3 separate regions of the Mus musculus genome follow, and all the other regions are linked to region 1. The links are chromatin contacts, called in public Hi-C and Micro-C maps. All regions are on one chromosome and are shown on one strand. The core of a region is the stretch at or near the end of the contact, and the rest is flanking DNA. Distances in the headings are between cores, read along the strand shown.

Evidence for each region. A called contact is a pair of places that touch in the nucleus more often than the background predicts.
Region 2: a contact with region 1 is called in a Micro-C map of embryonic stem cells, with 35 times the contacts expected there. The contact joins the promoter of Six1 here to the promoter of Pax9 in region 1. A contact is called at or near these places in 1 of 39 promoter capture datasets (cranial neural crest) and 3 of 484 Hi-C or Micro-C datasets (embryonic stem cells and epiblasts).
Region 3: a Hi-C map of cerebellum shows a contact between it and region 1, with 8 times the contacts expected there. The contact joins the promoter of Six6 here to the promoter of Pax9 in region 1. A contact is called at or near these places in 2 of 39 promoter capture datasets (cranial neural crest and maxillary cranial neural crest) and 1 of 484 Hi-C or Micro-C datasets (cerebellum).

Annotation. Positions count from the first base shown.
Region 1 is chr12:56,692,706-56,697,506 of GRCm38.p6, forward strand. It overlaps Pax9 (paired box 9), which reads left to right and starts at 2,766. Exons shown (of 4, transcript NM_011041.3): 1 at 2,766-3,159; 2 at 3,869-4,495. The coding sequence starts at 3,156. Gm15524 (a long non-coding RNA gene) reads right to left here and starts at 2,062. Exons shown (of 3, transcript XR_003950120.1): 1 at 1-2,062.
Region 2 is chr12:73,043,754-73,048,554 of GRCm38.p6, forward strand. It overlaps Six1 (sine oculis-related homeobox 1), which reads right to left and starts at 2,959. Exons shown (of 2, transcript NM_009189.3): 1 at 2,114-2,959; 2 at 1-76. The coding sequence starts at 2,673. Gm51264 (predicted gene, 51264) reads left to right here and starts at 2,132; the gene lies at 2,132-2,195.
Region 3 is chr12:72,937,616-72,942,416 of GRCm38.p6, forward strand. Six6 (sine oculis-related homeobox 6) reads left to right here and starts at 2,267. Exons shown (of 2, transcript NM_011384.5): 1 at 2,267-3,012; 2 at 4,012-4,801. The coding sequence starts at 2,441. The coding sequence ends at 4,180.

The DNA.
Region 1 (4,801 bases), core at 1,516-4,015:
ACTTGGTGCACTGCAAGTGGCGGGCCCGTGGCATTGGGACCACTGACAGATTTATGAAGACTTTACAAGCATCGAGCCTGGGTCGTTGGAGGCAGGGTTGAGTTCAACAGAGGAGGAGAAGCCCTGGAGATAAAACTCCGCAGCACTGTGCGGGCCTAGCTGCCCCTGCATTTCTGGGCTTGGCTTCCACAGTGGGCTGCCCGGTGCCAAGTGTGTAGAATCCTGGTGTAACCTCCTCCTTCACACCCTCTGGTCCTCTAGCTTCCAGTCTCCTACTGAGTAAATATTTACCCAGAGAAGGGGTCGCCCCAGAGGAGGCCTTGGAGTTTAGAGAAAGGCTTTTGGTTTCCTTCTGGCCCGAGCCAGCTGCAGGCCTTTCTGGTTGTGTTTTGGTTTTGGTCTTAGATTTTTCCTTTCAGTAAAAATTCTCCTGATTCCCCCATGACCTCTTGGATCCAGATCTCAGTAACCAGGGGCCCTGGACCTCAGTGACCCTTGCTCTTTCTTGAAGTCCTGCATCTCTATGTCCACTAGGGCTCACTGGAGGGCTCTCTTCTCCATCTCCTACCCTCTTCTACCCACTCCTTCATTTCTTGTCTCTCACCTCACACATCTCCGCCCTCCTGGTTTTTGCTAAGACTCCTGGGATCTGTGGCTACTTGATCCCTAGGGCACTGTGTGCCCTTGCTTGGGAAGGGGAGTTTCCTCACAGGCCCCTTCTTGGAGATGACATGGCTCTCCTCTATTCCAGCATCTTCGGTTTATAAGGTCTCTAAGCACCGGGTGGTCATGGGCGCTGAAAGTGGCCCAAAGTGCCCAAGGTTGATTTATTCTGGGCCTCCAAGAATATTCTGGTAGGAGAGCCTGAGGGACACTGAGGAGACCCAGTAAAATGCTGTCCGCGCATGCCCAGGGAGATCACCAACAGCCAGGTCCAACAGATAGAAAGAAAAAAAAAAAACCGATAGATGACCAACAGTAGACCTGTGCAAGAGCAAGGGAGGTGTGCGACAGCTAAAGGGGGCGGCAGTAGATGTTATGTACTAAACCCCAAACTAGACACACAGGTCTCTTGATCACTCCGGGTTGATGTAGCTAGATTCTCATTAGGACACCACATCTTGCTAGTCCACACGGGCTGGGGCACTATCTCTGTACACCAGTTCAGAAGGGTGTGAAATACTCAGTGGGTGCACGGAAGTAGAGCAAAGAGCACACTCAGAGAACACTTCTTGCCCGTGAGGATGAAGGTTCCTCATCACGGAGCAGAGCACAGTATCTTCTGTGAGCAAGTCTCAGGCGAAGTTCTGATCTCCACTCAGTCTCTGAGTTGCAAGTAATTTATACTATAGCATGGGGCTGGGGGTGCTTCTGAAATCTTGGCTTTCCTTGTTATAAAGCACCTGACTACGCAATACAAGTATTGAGCGGAGACAAGGATGAAACCACAAAGTCGAGCCTTGAAATGACTTTGAACATCTGAAACCAACAAATAAAGGGGGGGGGGGGCTATGTTCAAGTATTTCTATTTGTGAAGCCTCATTGTGGAAATACCTGACTGCAATAAAAGACATTTGAAGTAATCTTTCAATCCTTAACTTGATTGTAACTTGAATTCAGGGTGCACACCCACCACAGAAGCAGATGCCTGGAGATCAATGGTCAGCTCCAAGACTGATTACTAGACGTCCTGGGCTCTTGTCATTTACTGGTGAACATCGGGATTCCTCTGATTTCTTTGTGTGCAGAACCTTCGGGAGAGTGCGCGCATCACCTACATCCTGGATATGTGTTAAAGAGAGGGCTGTTGTGATGGAGACGAAGTAATATCATCCACTTTCCGGTGTCACACAAATACCCGAATCCATTCACAATGCTTCTCTTCCTTATTTCGTCCACATACGTCACAACCTTGTCTCCATAAAGAAATGCATTTCTCTGTCCCAAACTCTTCTATCCGTTTCGGATTTGGGTGAATGAAAGTGAAAAATCCCCAGGTAGGCAGAACCACACAGCATCTGTGGTAGCTAAGCTGAAGTCGCGGGGAATTACATACAGATGCTCAGAGGCAGTGTCAGCGGGTACCTCCTTGGGGCTGACTTTCATATTTAAAATCAAACCTTTCAAGGTGGCTCTATGGTGTTGAGAACCCTGGCAAATTCTTACACACGGAAACCAGGACCCTGGGTGAGTGATGCAAGGGGGTGGGATGGGATGGACGTGGCCACTGCCACCAGCGCTCCGGGGATCAACCCTCCTTCCCCGTGGACGTCCTGTGCTCCTCTTTAGTCTGGTTTTTTAATTTTTTTTTCCTCACTGCACCTGGCCTCTGCTAGGATCCTGCTTGACTGAGGTTTAGCCCCTCACTGCTGGACTAACCACTTCGGGCGGGGTACGGGAAGGAGTCTCTTGTCCTTACACCTCAAGCGCCTCCTCCACTCGACTTCTCCCCATCCTGAGTGAACTGGAAGGAGATAGAATTTGTGGACAAGATTCTGACAGTCCCCAAAGGTCAGCATGACAGGTAGTTCTCAGTCATCCCTTAAGGGTCGTGCCACTTGTTCTCTGAGAGCTCTAACCTCCAACTTTAATTTGACAAATTCATCTCTTCCCCAAAAGGTGTCCTCGGTCTCTACCCACTTAAAGTTATTCAAACCGAGACCAAAGCTTCTGTTCGCTTATTCAGCATTTTTATCAGCTTGATTTTGCACTCTGTTTGCGGCGCCCCTGGGAAGACGTCAAACACTCTTATTCATTGTATTTAGTCACCCAGGTGCGGAGCCAGCCAGAAACAGACGGCGGAAGGAGTTTCCCGGACTGAGCTGTCACTCACCGGCCTGCACCAATTACAACGCAGATTGCTCGCGGGCCCACCTCTTTTGGGGTGTGTCACAAGTGAGTGATAGACTGAGCCGCCCGGCCCTGCTCAGCCCAGCCCACGTTGCTGCTTAGATTGAAATGCAGAACTCAAGCCTCTTTCAGCCCGGCACAGACTTCCTTTTACTCTTTCCTTTGGCACTCTTGTCGCCTCCTCCCGGGAAGAAGCCAAGGCACCCTCGGCTTGGAGCAGCGACAGGCCGGCTCAGTGAGAACAAGAAAAAAGTTTCTTTCTGGGAGTGCGGAACTGGGGCCGGGTTGGTGTACTGCTCAGAGCAATGGGTGAGTGGCTGATGGGGGACGTTGTCAGATCCGAGGAGGGAGGGAGCGAGCAGGCGAGGGCTAGAGGGAGGGAGCTGAGGCGCGCCACCGCGCTGTATTGACTCAGACTGCGTCCGTCGAGCTGTAAGCACCCTCCAAGGGTCAGTGGCGGAAAGGGTTCTGTGAGAGCCACTGGGTGACAATTGATGCCATTTTGCGATTTAAGGGAAGAGGGCCGTGGCATTGGCGAATCTCGCAGCTCCAGTGTCAATCCAAGTTTTGTTGCACACGTGTTTACACTTGCAAGCAAAACAGAACAAAAACACCCCCCCCCCAGCTTTCTCTGGACTGCGTCTAACCCCGCAGAAGGGAGGGGTAAGGCGGTGGAAGGGAGCAAGGGCCGAGTGTTTTGGTACCAGGCAGGCAAAGAGGGGCGCGCTGGAGCCTCAGAACCGATTTCCCCGCCTGCTTCGGAGAGTTTTAAGTGTCCGGAGTTGCCCTGGGTCTCTCTTCTTGTTTGTTGTTGGGAATCGCAAAGTAGGAGCGAGGTCTGGCCGCAGCTTGTTTTGAGACGTTTGGCTCAGGCCGGAACAGTCTGGTTTCGGGGCAACCCCAGTCCTTATAGAAGGGTGTCATAACCCTGCCCCTGGACGCTCTTGGAGGCCGAGTGGCAGGCGGCTGTCCCAAGCAGTTGGTGCGCGTTGTGGCGCGCTCTGTGCTCCTTTTGCAGAGCCAGCCTTCGGGGAGGTGAACCAGCTGGGAGGAGTGTTCGTGAACGGAAGGCCGCTGCCCAACGCCATTCGGCTTCGCATCGTGGAATTAGCCCAACTGGGCATCCGACCTTGTGACATCAGCCGCCAGCTACGGGTCTCGCACGGCTGCGTCAGCAAGATCCTGGCGCGCTACAACGAGACCGGTTCGATTTTGCCGGGAGCTATTGGGGGGAGCAAGCCCCGGGTCACCACCCCTACTGTGGTGAAACACATCCGGACTTACAAGCAGAGGGACCCAGGCATCTTCGCTTGGGAGATCCGGGACCGCCTGCTGGCGGATGGCGTGTGCGACAAGTACAACGTGCCCTCGGTGAGTTCCATCAGCCGTATTCTGCGCAACAAGATCGGCAACTTGGCCCAGCAGGGTCATTACGACTCATACAAGCAGCACCAGCCCGCGCCGCAGCCCGCGCTGCCCTACAACCACATTTACTCATATCCCAGTCCCATCACGGCGGCAGCAGCTAAGGTGCCTACACCACCTGGGGTGCCGGCCATCCCCGGATCGGTGGCCTTGCCGCGCACCTGGCCCTCCTCTCACTCCGTCACGGACATTCTGGGCATCCGCTCCATCACCGACCAAGGTAAGGAGCTCAGAGGCAGTGTGCAGAGCGGAGTGGGTTCCTGCACGCGTTCGGGAACCCCAGTACCTTCGGCCTCTAGCGAGTGTCTATCCCACCACCTGTGGCTCTTTTCTTTTGGAAACCTAAGGAGTCTTCCCAGGGGGTGTCCTGATCTCATTAACTTGAAACTCTTGCCCCTCTGTTTCCTTGCCACACACAGTCTCCAGCCTCATCTCAAACTACCAGACCCATAACATACCCCCCCCCCCAAACACATGGTTCGCATTTTCCACCCTCCCCCGCCTCTCGCGCACTCAGCCTCAGCCG
Region 2 (4,801 bases), core at 1,709-4,208, about 16 Mb after region 1:
GAGCGGCTTGCCCCCTTCCAGAGGAGAGAGTTGATTCTGCTTGTTGGAGGAGGAGTTATTGTTTTCGGTGTTCTCCCTGAGAAATAGAGGACAACGCCATATGGTTAAAAAGAAGTTTTGTTTTGTTTTGTTGCTGTTTTTAAAAAGTGTGAGATGAAAGAAGGGGGGCTGGGAGGAGGAAAGGGCCGTTGTGCAATCTGTCACCAACCCAAACGGAGGCGCTCTGCCTCCCACCCAGCCCCAAGGGTCATGGGGGAGGTGAAGAGGCAGCCTAAAGAAATGGGGGTGGGGGGCTGCTGGGAGATAGTTCCTTACTTTACTGTACGTCTCACAGTCGGGTGAACCAGATTTATTTAAAATAAGCCAAAAAGAAAAAAAAAATGTTTTCAGCTTTGTATGTTTAAGTACCTATTAACCAGCCCCATAGTTCCAAGTAACTGTTTGGAAGCCTTCCGACAAATGGTTGTTGCAATAACGAAATGATCGGGAGACAAACTGCCCAATGCACAAATGCTTGCTCTGACCCAAGTCAATTGCCTGCCTCCATCTGAGGAAACAATTAGATGACCAGTTTCCCTGCCCCTGTCTGGAGGCTGGGGTTCCAGAGACCTAGGACAGGTCATGGGAAGTCGTGCCCAGAGCGGCCCAGTGACCTGAGTAAACACAGGGAGCTTAGCCAGTCTCTCGGATTTCACCCGGGAGTGGGCCCTCGCTTGGCTTGGGGACCGGCCGTTTTGTAAACTAAAGGGTAGCTGGAGCCGAGCAATCCCTGTTTCGTTACTCCTAGTTCATTCCCCAGCCCCTCCTGCTCTCCTCTCTGAGCTGCTCGCCCACAATCCAGAGCCTCCCACCCTTTCTCAGCCGGGCAAACTTCGCTGCCCCGCCCCGGCTGGGCGCCGGCCGACCCCGCACAACGGAGTGTCAGTCCGTCCCCGCACCGGGTCCCCGGGTCCCCGGGTCCCACTCAACTTCAGGACTGCTCGCTCTTCCTCCTTTCCAGCGCCGGCGGCCACCCGGAGCCTAGCGCTCGCCCGCCTGCACACTCCCTTCCCAGCACCGTCTTTCTCTTCCGGAGAGCCCCTTTCCCCGGAATTTAGGCAGGCTCTGTGGTTTCCCCACCCAGGGGGAATCCTGGAAGCCAGATCTTCGGCCCCCAGGCTGACAGTGAACAAAGGCGAGCACAGCGGGGCTCTGTGCCCAGCTCCCCAACTTTTCCGCCCCGCGCTCCTCCGAACCTCGGCCAGAAGCTCCGCTACGAACCTCCCGGGCCGAGGAACCGCCGCGTCTGCGAGAGGAGAGGAGGGGAGAAGGGAGACTTTTCCCCTTTCTTTCTTTTTCTTTCTTTCTTTTCTTTTCTTTTTTTAAAGCTTTGCTTCCGTGCTCCCGGGAGGGGGAAGCCAGCGACTGGAGCCCTTCTCCTCGCCCGCAGCGGCGGCGGCGGGGCCAGCGAAAGCAACCCGGCCAAGCATGAGGGAGCGCGGCAGGCGGCAGTCTTCTCCCGGCTTGGGGCCTCTGATAGGACACCCAGCAGCGACACCCCCAGTGTCCCCTTTCCAGGGTATTTCTTTTTACAAGACTCCTCCCTTTGTCCAACTAGCGCGAAATGAAGCAGAACTCTCCTCCATAGACTAGCCGGAGAGAATGAGCAGAGAGCCGGGAGGTACTGGGGGCCGAGCGTTCGACTCAGACCAGCTTCAAGACGGAGCGAAAGAGCGGAGGTTCGAGACCTTCCGCCGTACCGAACAGCTTCCCTCGCGATACCAAGCAATACCCCCGTTTCCTCTGATCTACAAACTCCCTGGCCATCCCTTCTCTTCGCCGGAGCCAGCCCGGAGGGCATGAAACAAACCCAACGCCGACCGTTCCCCACACTTTCCCTCACCAAAGAAACCCACGCGCGAGTGCTCCACGCAAACGCGACCCAGTCCCTAACAGGCAACCTCAAGAGTTCATGAACCTTCACAGCAGCGTCGCCGAGGCCGGGGTGCCGCCCCACGGACCTCTGCCGGGTGGCGGCGGGTAGGAAGCTGGTGGCGACGCCTGCGGGGGGCAGAAGGGAGCGAAGGGTGAAACTTCCCGGGGTCACCCGAGCCTGGGCAAGCACGCCGCGTACCTTTCCTTGGCCTCGGCGGCCCGGTCTCTTTGCCTCCGGTTCTTAAACCAGTTGCTGACCTGGGTGGTGGTGAGGCCGGTGGCCTCGGCCAGCTCCCGTTTCTCCCTCGGTGAGGGGTAGGGGTTGTGCGCGTACCACTCCCGCAGCACGCCCCGAGACTTCTCCTTAAAGCAGTAGCTGGTCTCCTCGCCGTCCCAGATGGTCCGCGGCAACGGGAATTTTCGGCGCACCCGATATTTGCCCACGGCACCCAGGGGTCGGCCGCGAAGTTTCTCGGCCTCCACGTAGTGCGCTTTCAGCCACAGCTGCTGCAGTTTGGGGTGATTGTGAGGCGAGAACTGGTGGCTCTCCAGTATCTTGTAGAGCTCGCGGAAGTTGCCGCGGTGGAAGGCGACCACCGCCTTGGCCTTGAGCACGCTCTCGTTCTTGTGCAGGTGATCGCAGGCGGGCAACGACCACAAGAACCTGCCCAGGCGTTCCAGGTTCCCTCCTTGCTGCAGAACTTCGCACACGCACGCCACTTGCTCTTGCGTAAAACCAAACGACGGCAGCATCGACATGGCTGGCGCTGCCGGGGCGCACGGGCCCGGGCGCACGCGGCAGTGAGCAGAGCTGGGAGAGCAGGGGGCGGCTGCCGCGGGGAGGGGGGCGCGGCTGCTCCTAACCCCCTCCCTAGCCTTGGCGCGGGCGAAGAGACCAGTCGAACCTCGGCGGGTGGGAGGCCAAGGAAGACGAAGAGAAGTAGGGGTGAGCTAGACTCCGAGTGGCTGGCGTTCTCTACAGCCTTCTGGGCCTCGCTGGCTCCCGCCTGCCGCCGGGTGGATGCTGCTGGTTGCCGGGGAACTTGGTTTCTGTTCTCCCCGCAGCGGCCTTAAAGCGCGCAGCGTCCCCGACACGCTGATTGGCTGCGAGCGGCGCCTATCCGAAGCTGGCCAGCCTGCGCGCCGCCCGGCCCGGCAGCAAAGCCGCGCCACCCTGCCGCCCCGCGTGGGGAGGGCGAAGCTACCGAGTGCTGCCTAGGATAAGAAGTGGTGGGAGGAGAAGGACCCGGAGAGGTGGGAAGTGAGGTGGGGTCGGGAGGAGGGAACTGGGGTGCTGAAAAGGGTGGTGACCAAGTCAGGACCTTGCGAAGCGGCGCCCTCTTTGGTGTCACCTAAGGGGAGCCTCACGCAGCACAAATCAATGGCTGCAGACGTTCTAATGACCCTCTTCTCCATATTCTTAGCCCTGTCTCTTGCAGTCTTGGCTTTTCCCGGTGAGCTCATATTTAATTACCTTAATGTTAAGATGAATAAATAATGGATTGATGAATAGCTTATGGAATGAGATAAATAATACAAAAGGAGACTAGGGTTCTGTGCTGCAAGCACTCTGAAAGTGGCTTCTTCCAGGTTTGGTTCCTGGAGGTGAAGACAAACCTAGCCCCCCACCCCCACCCCCACCCCCACCCCCCAACTCCTACACCCTTTCTCTTCCTAACTCCTAACACCTCCTAAAGGTCTCAAGGACTCTGATCTGGGCAACATTCCCCTCATTCTCAAAGTGCCTCTAGAAGAGGGATCAGAAGGGTTGACCCTGGCACTGTAGCATAGAGACACCAGGGCTTCATCTGCAATTTAGAATCTTGCTGTCCATAGACTTCTGGACTCAGTTTCCCCAGTTGTACGGTTGCGTTTTTTCAAAGCAACCCCTGCTACCGATGGATGCTGAAAAGCTTTACTTGCCATTAGCAAAAAAAAAAAAAAAAATTGGGGAACCTCATGCAAAAGGCGCTGAATGGGGTGTAAATTAAATAAAACTGCGCCCAGCTCCAATAACTGTCTGGTTGTAACATAATCCTTGCCCTGCTCTGAGAGGGACACTGCCCTCTAAGCTAGAACCACAGTGGCTCCAAGAAGATTAAATAAAGTGTGTGTGTGTGTGTGTGTGTGTGTGTGTGTGTGTGTGTTTGCAATGCTGGCCTATTTTACTGCCAGCCAATGAGATGTGTCCTGCAATTTAAGTTCCATCATCTGCTATTTTGTTTCTGTGGGGAGAATGCTTAGTAAAACTGCACAGACAAATGAAGCTGTAATTAACTTAAGCCTCATTTGCACACCTTGTTCCAAAGCAATTATTAAAAAGATTTCAAAAACAATTAGCCTCTCTAAACAAAGATAATCTATTGTCAGTGGCTAAGTCAAGCAAGAGATAAGAACAATGGGTGGAGATAAGGGAAGGTGGAGGGAGAGTGACTTTATGACTATACTTATCTCTGATTAGATAAGTTGAAAACAGAATTTTAAGTACACTTCAAAAATGCTTTTGATTCCGGTGTGCCCTCTTAGGGAGTGGCAGGGAGCAAACACTGGGCTCTTCAAACTAGCTTGTCTCCTTGCCGTGGTTTGATTCCATCAGCCAAAGAACTCTTTGCATTTTGAGATCCAAGTGAGAGAAGGGATTCCCTTTGTATTATTTAGATGTTTTTTTAAAAAATGCACCCAGTTCAGTGCACCCTGCTACATGCCTTTCAACATCATAAAGGGTTCCCACCTCAGGGCTGTTTCCCTGGAGAGATTGTAAGTAGCCAGAAAACCTCTTCTCTGATGAGCTCCCACACAAGGCTTTCTGCTTCCTTGAAACTCCGTCTACCCTGAGCAATTAAACCTTGGAAGCAGATGCTGATATGTCATTACATTTAGGCTTGGG
Region 3 (4,801 bases), core at 1,017-3,516, about 16 Mb after region 1:
TCCTACATACAGAGCTGCTGTTCAAGAAGTGGGCAATAGGATAAATATTACCTTTTCCCGGATGGGGCGTCTTGACTCCGAAAATTAAAACGACTTGCTTACAAAGGTTAAGGGAAAAAACTCAGTCCGTGTCTCCCCTGTCCCGCAACCTGCGGCTTTTAAATTTTGTGCACTTGCTAAGGCGCTGGGGGTGACCCTGGAGGCCGCTTGTAAATCGGATAGAATCTCAGCAGGTTTCCAAGAATGCAGGATAGAGGTGAAGCTATTCTGCCAAGGTGCGAAAAGAGAAAAAGGCCAGGCCGGCAAACCTGAGCTAGAGTATGCTTTTCTTCCATGACCAGAGAGGAAAACTGTTTGTTTCCCCGAGGTCCTGCTTGATCCCCGCTTTGCCCTCAAAGCCCCGGGCCTTTTTCTGCCAGAGATTCTCCCTCTCCCTCAAGAGGGCTAGGACTACTGTAAGCCACGTTTCTCACTAAAATGTGTCCCTGGGGCTAATTTAGAAGTTGCGCCCAGGCAGAGAAGGTTTGTGTTTTCTCACTACCTTATCATCCTTATTTTGCCCCTATCCTGTAGCACTTCAAGAAAAATGAACGCTTCAGAAAAAAGCAACTCGGATGAGGCGTCTGGCAATCTCACAGAAATGATAGGAATGGTTGCAGGGTTTCCCCCCCACCCCCCACCCCTTTCCCTCTGCTACCCCCCCCCCCCCCGCGAACTGTGAAGATCTGTGAAAATAATATCAGGGTTTTCCGTCAGAACGAGCTTTACCCTGCACTCAGGCGTGGTGTGATCTGACCCGACACATCCAACCATCTGTGCTATCTATCTGCCTTCTGATTTACTCAATCTGTACAAGCCGCATACAACGTGTACTTGATACTAAAGAAAAGACAGCTAGCCCCAGTCCAATTCAGGGATGAACCTTGTCGTCTGATTTTTTTTGGGGGGGGGGCGGGGGGGGGCACCTATACCCAGTGTTTCCTTTCTACCAACTAATAAGCCCCGTCCATGGCTACATGAGATCGTGGTTTCCTCGACGGAAGCCCCAGAAAGCGGTATGATGTGGATGTCAATTGGGAATCAATAAATGTTGCCAATTCAATCTATTGGCCAGAAGGCAGAGTGCCAAAAAAGGCCCATGCTCTCTGCAGGAGGGGTCAGTGACCCGTGGCTCTGACCAATCTACCTTGCCACCTTAACTGCACGGCATTGTGGGATGCAGCCTGCACTTTATCTTGCTGGCACTTCTGATCTAAAAAAAAAAAAAAAAAAAAAAAAAAAAAAAAAAAAAAAAAAAAAAAAACCACACGGTTTCTATGTCCGCCCCAGGAGTTGTAAGTTCTAGACAGAGGCAAAATCAGCCTGCCATGAGAGAATCAAATCTGTTTTTAAAGGATCTTTGAAGTAGGCTTTTAAGTTGCTGTCTTGACCTAAGAATGGCTTCTCACTCTAGATGTGGCTGCTGCCCATTTGTTCAAGTCCACTGAACTGGAGAGAGGGGGTCTATGAAGGATAACTTTATTTAGTCAGAAGCCCCTACAGCTTGCATTTCTTGGAGTTAGACTCCGTGATTAGCACCTAGTTGTCAAATGGTGTGTGTGTGTGTGTGTGTGTCTGTGTGTGTCTGTGTGTGTCTGTGTGTCCTTGCCGCCATATAAAACAGTTCCAGGGACCTTTGAAGGGAGCAAAGTTAGAGTCCAAACTGACCTCTACTACAGATCTGTGGTTCTGTTCCTTCTGTTCCCGGCTTGCTTCCTATGCAGCTGGAAATGGTAAGCGGCAGACAGGCAGGAATGGGTGCCTGGGGAAAAAAAAAATGAGAGGATCCACTTCCCCTCCCTGTCCCTTTGGTGCATGCTCTTCCCGGGGGTGGGGGGTTGTCGCTTCCCTATGTTTAAACTTTCTCAAAGGGTTTGTTTCTCCCAGTCCTCTTTTGTCCTCTGGAGTCCTTTCGACCCCGGCATAGCATCGCTCCCAAAGTGAATTCCTGCAGCATCCTACCTCTCTGGTGGGAAAACAAGAGGGAGGGGCTGGACAGGGGGAGCCCGGAGGGTGAGACGCTGCGGATTTCGTGTGCGTTCCAGCCACTCCTACCTCTTTTTTCATTCTTCAGGTTCAGCAGTCTCCCCGGCAAACCGTGGGCGCTGTCGATTCTGGGGAGGTGCTGAAACGACCGGGGCGCTCTAGTCGCAGCCTTGATTGGCAGAGCAGCCTAGTGACTGACAGGGGGTCTCCATGGCGCCCGCGTCTCCAATCCGCCCACCCCAGTAGCGGCACGGTCTAGCTGGCTGGCTTTTCCTAGCTGAGCAAGCGCAGCCGAACCCAACCCACAGCTCTTCCAGGCGGGAAGGCTCCCCCCGACTCTGTAACCCCCAGCCGCACCCCGCTCGGCCCGCGGGCATCTGCTGCGTGTCCCACCCGGGGCGCCCGCGCAGCCTCGATGTTCCAGCTGCCCATTTTGAATTTCAGCCCCCAGCAAGTAGCCGGGGTATGTGAGACCCTGGAGGAAAGCGGCGACGTGGAGCGCCTAGGTCGCTTCCTATGGTCGCTGCCCGTGGCCCCAGCAGCTTGTGAAGCCCTTAACAAGAATGAGTCGGTGCTGCGAGCGAGAGCCATCGTGGCTTTCCACGGTGGCAACTACCGCGAGCTTTATCATATCCTGGAAAATCATAAGTTTACTAAGGAATCGCACGCCAAGCTGCAGGCGCTGTGGCTCGAAGCGCATTACCAGGAGGCAGAGAAGCTGCGTGGACGGCCCCTAGGGCCAGTAGACAAGTACCGAGTAAGGAAGAAGTTCCCGCTGCCGCGGACCATTTGGGATGGCGAACAGAAGACTCACTGCTTCAAGGAGCGCACGCGGCACCTGCTTCGAGAGTGGTACCTTCAGGACCCATATCCCAACCCCAGCAAAAAGCGAGAGCTCGCCCAGGCAACCGGACTGACCCCCACACAGGTGGGCAACTGGTTCAAAAACCGCAGACAAAGAGACCGGGCAGCTGCAGCCAAAAACAGGTCAGTACCAGCAGGCCTCTAGGCTTGGTGCACACCGGGATGGGGCGGGAGGAGGCATTCTTGGCCCTTACCTGGTGTCCAGGGACCCAAATTCAAAGGGAGCTGGGAATGCAGTCTGTCTTGGGTTTATGAGCCCACTGTGTTCTAGATTCCTATGCAGGCTCCTGGTTCCCCACCGTCCCCCCCCCCTGGTTCTTGGGGTTTTGGGGGTCACTGCAGCAGCTGATGTGGGTCACCAAACTAAAATGTCGCTGTAGTTAGGGAAACGGGGGCGGAGGGAGGGAGAAAGATTAAAAGCCCAGGATCAATCAGAAATCCAGAGGCCCAAAGCTAATTTTTACTAGCATGGACCCAGGCTCTCATCAAGTGAAGCCTATTTAGTTAGCTCTATTTTTAAATCCCGGCTGCATCCTTCCCTGATGCTCTGAAAAAGGTTTCAGTTTTCAGAGAGTCTCAGATTCTAAGAGGCAGAAAGACGTGTTTCCTCATGACAACTATCCTGTCTCCACCCAGCAAGCTAGTCGGCCTATGCTTTTCATTCGCCAGCTTTTGGAGCTTGCAACTCAGGCCCAAACTCTTCAAGCATCCTCTAGCCTCAGGCATGACCCATAGGGAGATGTAGTATTAGAAAAGGAATCTCGTATCCTGAAGCCTTATCTGTCCCGCTTTGCGCTGGAGGATTTCTGACAATCCTCCAGTAAATCTCCCAACATTTGGGTGACAAATGAGAAAGATCTGGGGAGGCTAAGGCGGAATTCATAGTGAGCTGAGAAACAAGGAGACAGACATACAGACAGACAGAGAGGGGCAACGGCAGGATTCCGCGAAAGAGCTGTGGTGCATCGGTCCAAACCCGGTCACTTCACCTTCCCCAGCTTGTCAAGGTCTGAATAAGAGTCTTAACAAGGAGCTGGAGGTAGACGGGTCGGAGAAAAGGGGTACAATGTGGCGGCTTGATTTCTTGCTGTGACCAGTGTCCCTTTCTCCCCAACCCTCCAGACTCCAGCAGCAGGTTCTGTCGCAGGGCCCCGGGCGGGTGCTACGCTCGGAGGGTGAGGGAACGCCTGAGGTGTTGGGCGTCGCCTCCAGCCCGGCTGCCAGTCTGTCGAGCAAGGCGGCCACTTCGGCCATCTCCATCACATCCAGCGACAGTGAGTGCGACATCTGAGCTGCCCACTCATCACACTTAGAATCCAGTGTAAAAATGAGATACACAAAATAAAAAAAGAGAGAGAAAGAGAGAGGACAAGACCAGCAAATACGGCGCTGGCAGAAGCCCCGTGGCCAGGGACCCGCGGGCCTAAAGGCTCTAGAAGCGAGAATCCATCGCGACTCTGGGGCATGCGGTGAGGCCTGACCCAATGCTACTTCTCTTCGCATTGCTTTTCCTGAAGGATCTGGCTGCAAAGACTCCTTTGGAACAGAACTGCACTCTGAGAGCCTGCCCTTGAGTCTCCTGCGGGTATTTCACTTCGAAAGGACGCTGTTATATATATGTATAACTTTTGCTTTGAAGGTTTCTTTTTTAAAAAACAAAACAAAACATATATATGCTGTTTATTTACTTATTTAAAAGACTTCCATGATAGGTTTCTCTGTAGCTTGGGGAACTTGCTGTTTTGAATGAGCAAGCTCACGCGTTCTGTGTGAAGAAGCCAAATAATAAAACAACTTGGTGGATAACCTTTCTTAATTAAGAGAGCTGCTATCTCAGATTTTAAAAATCACTCTTATTTCCTTTGCTGGGCACGCAGCATGGAGTCTTATTCAAATTGTCTCTCCAACTTCT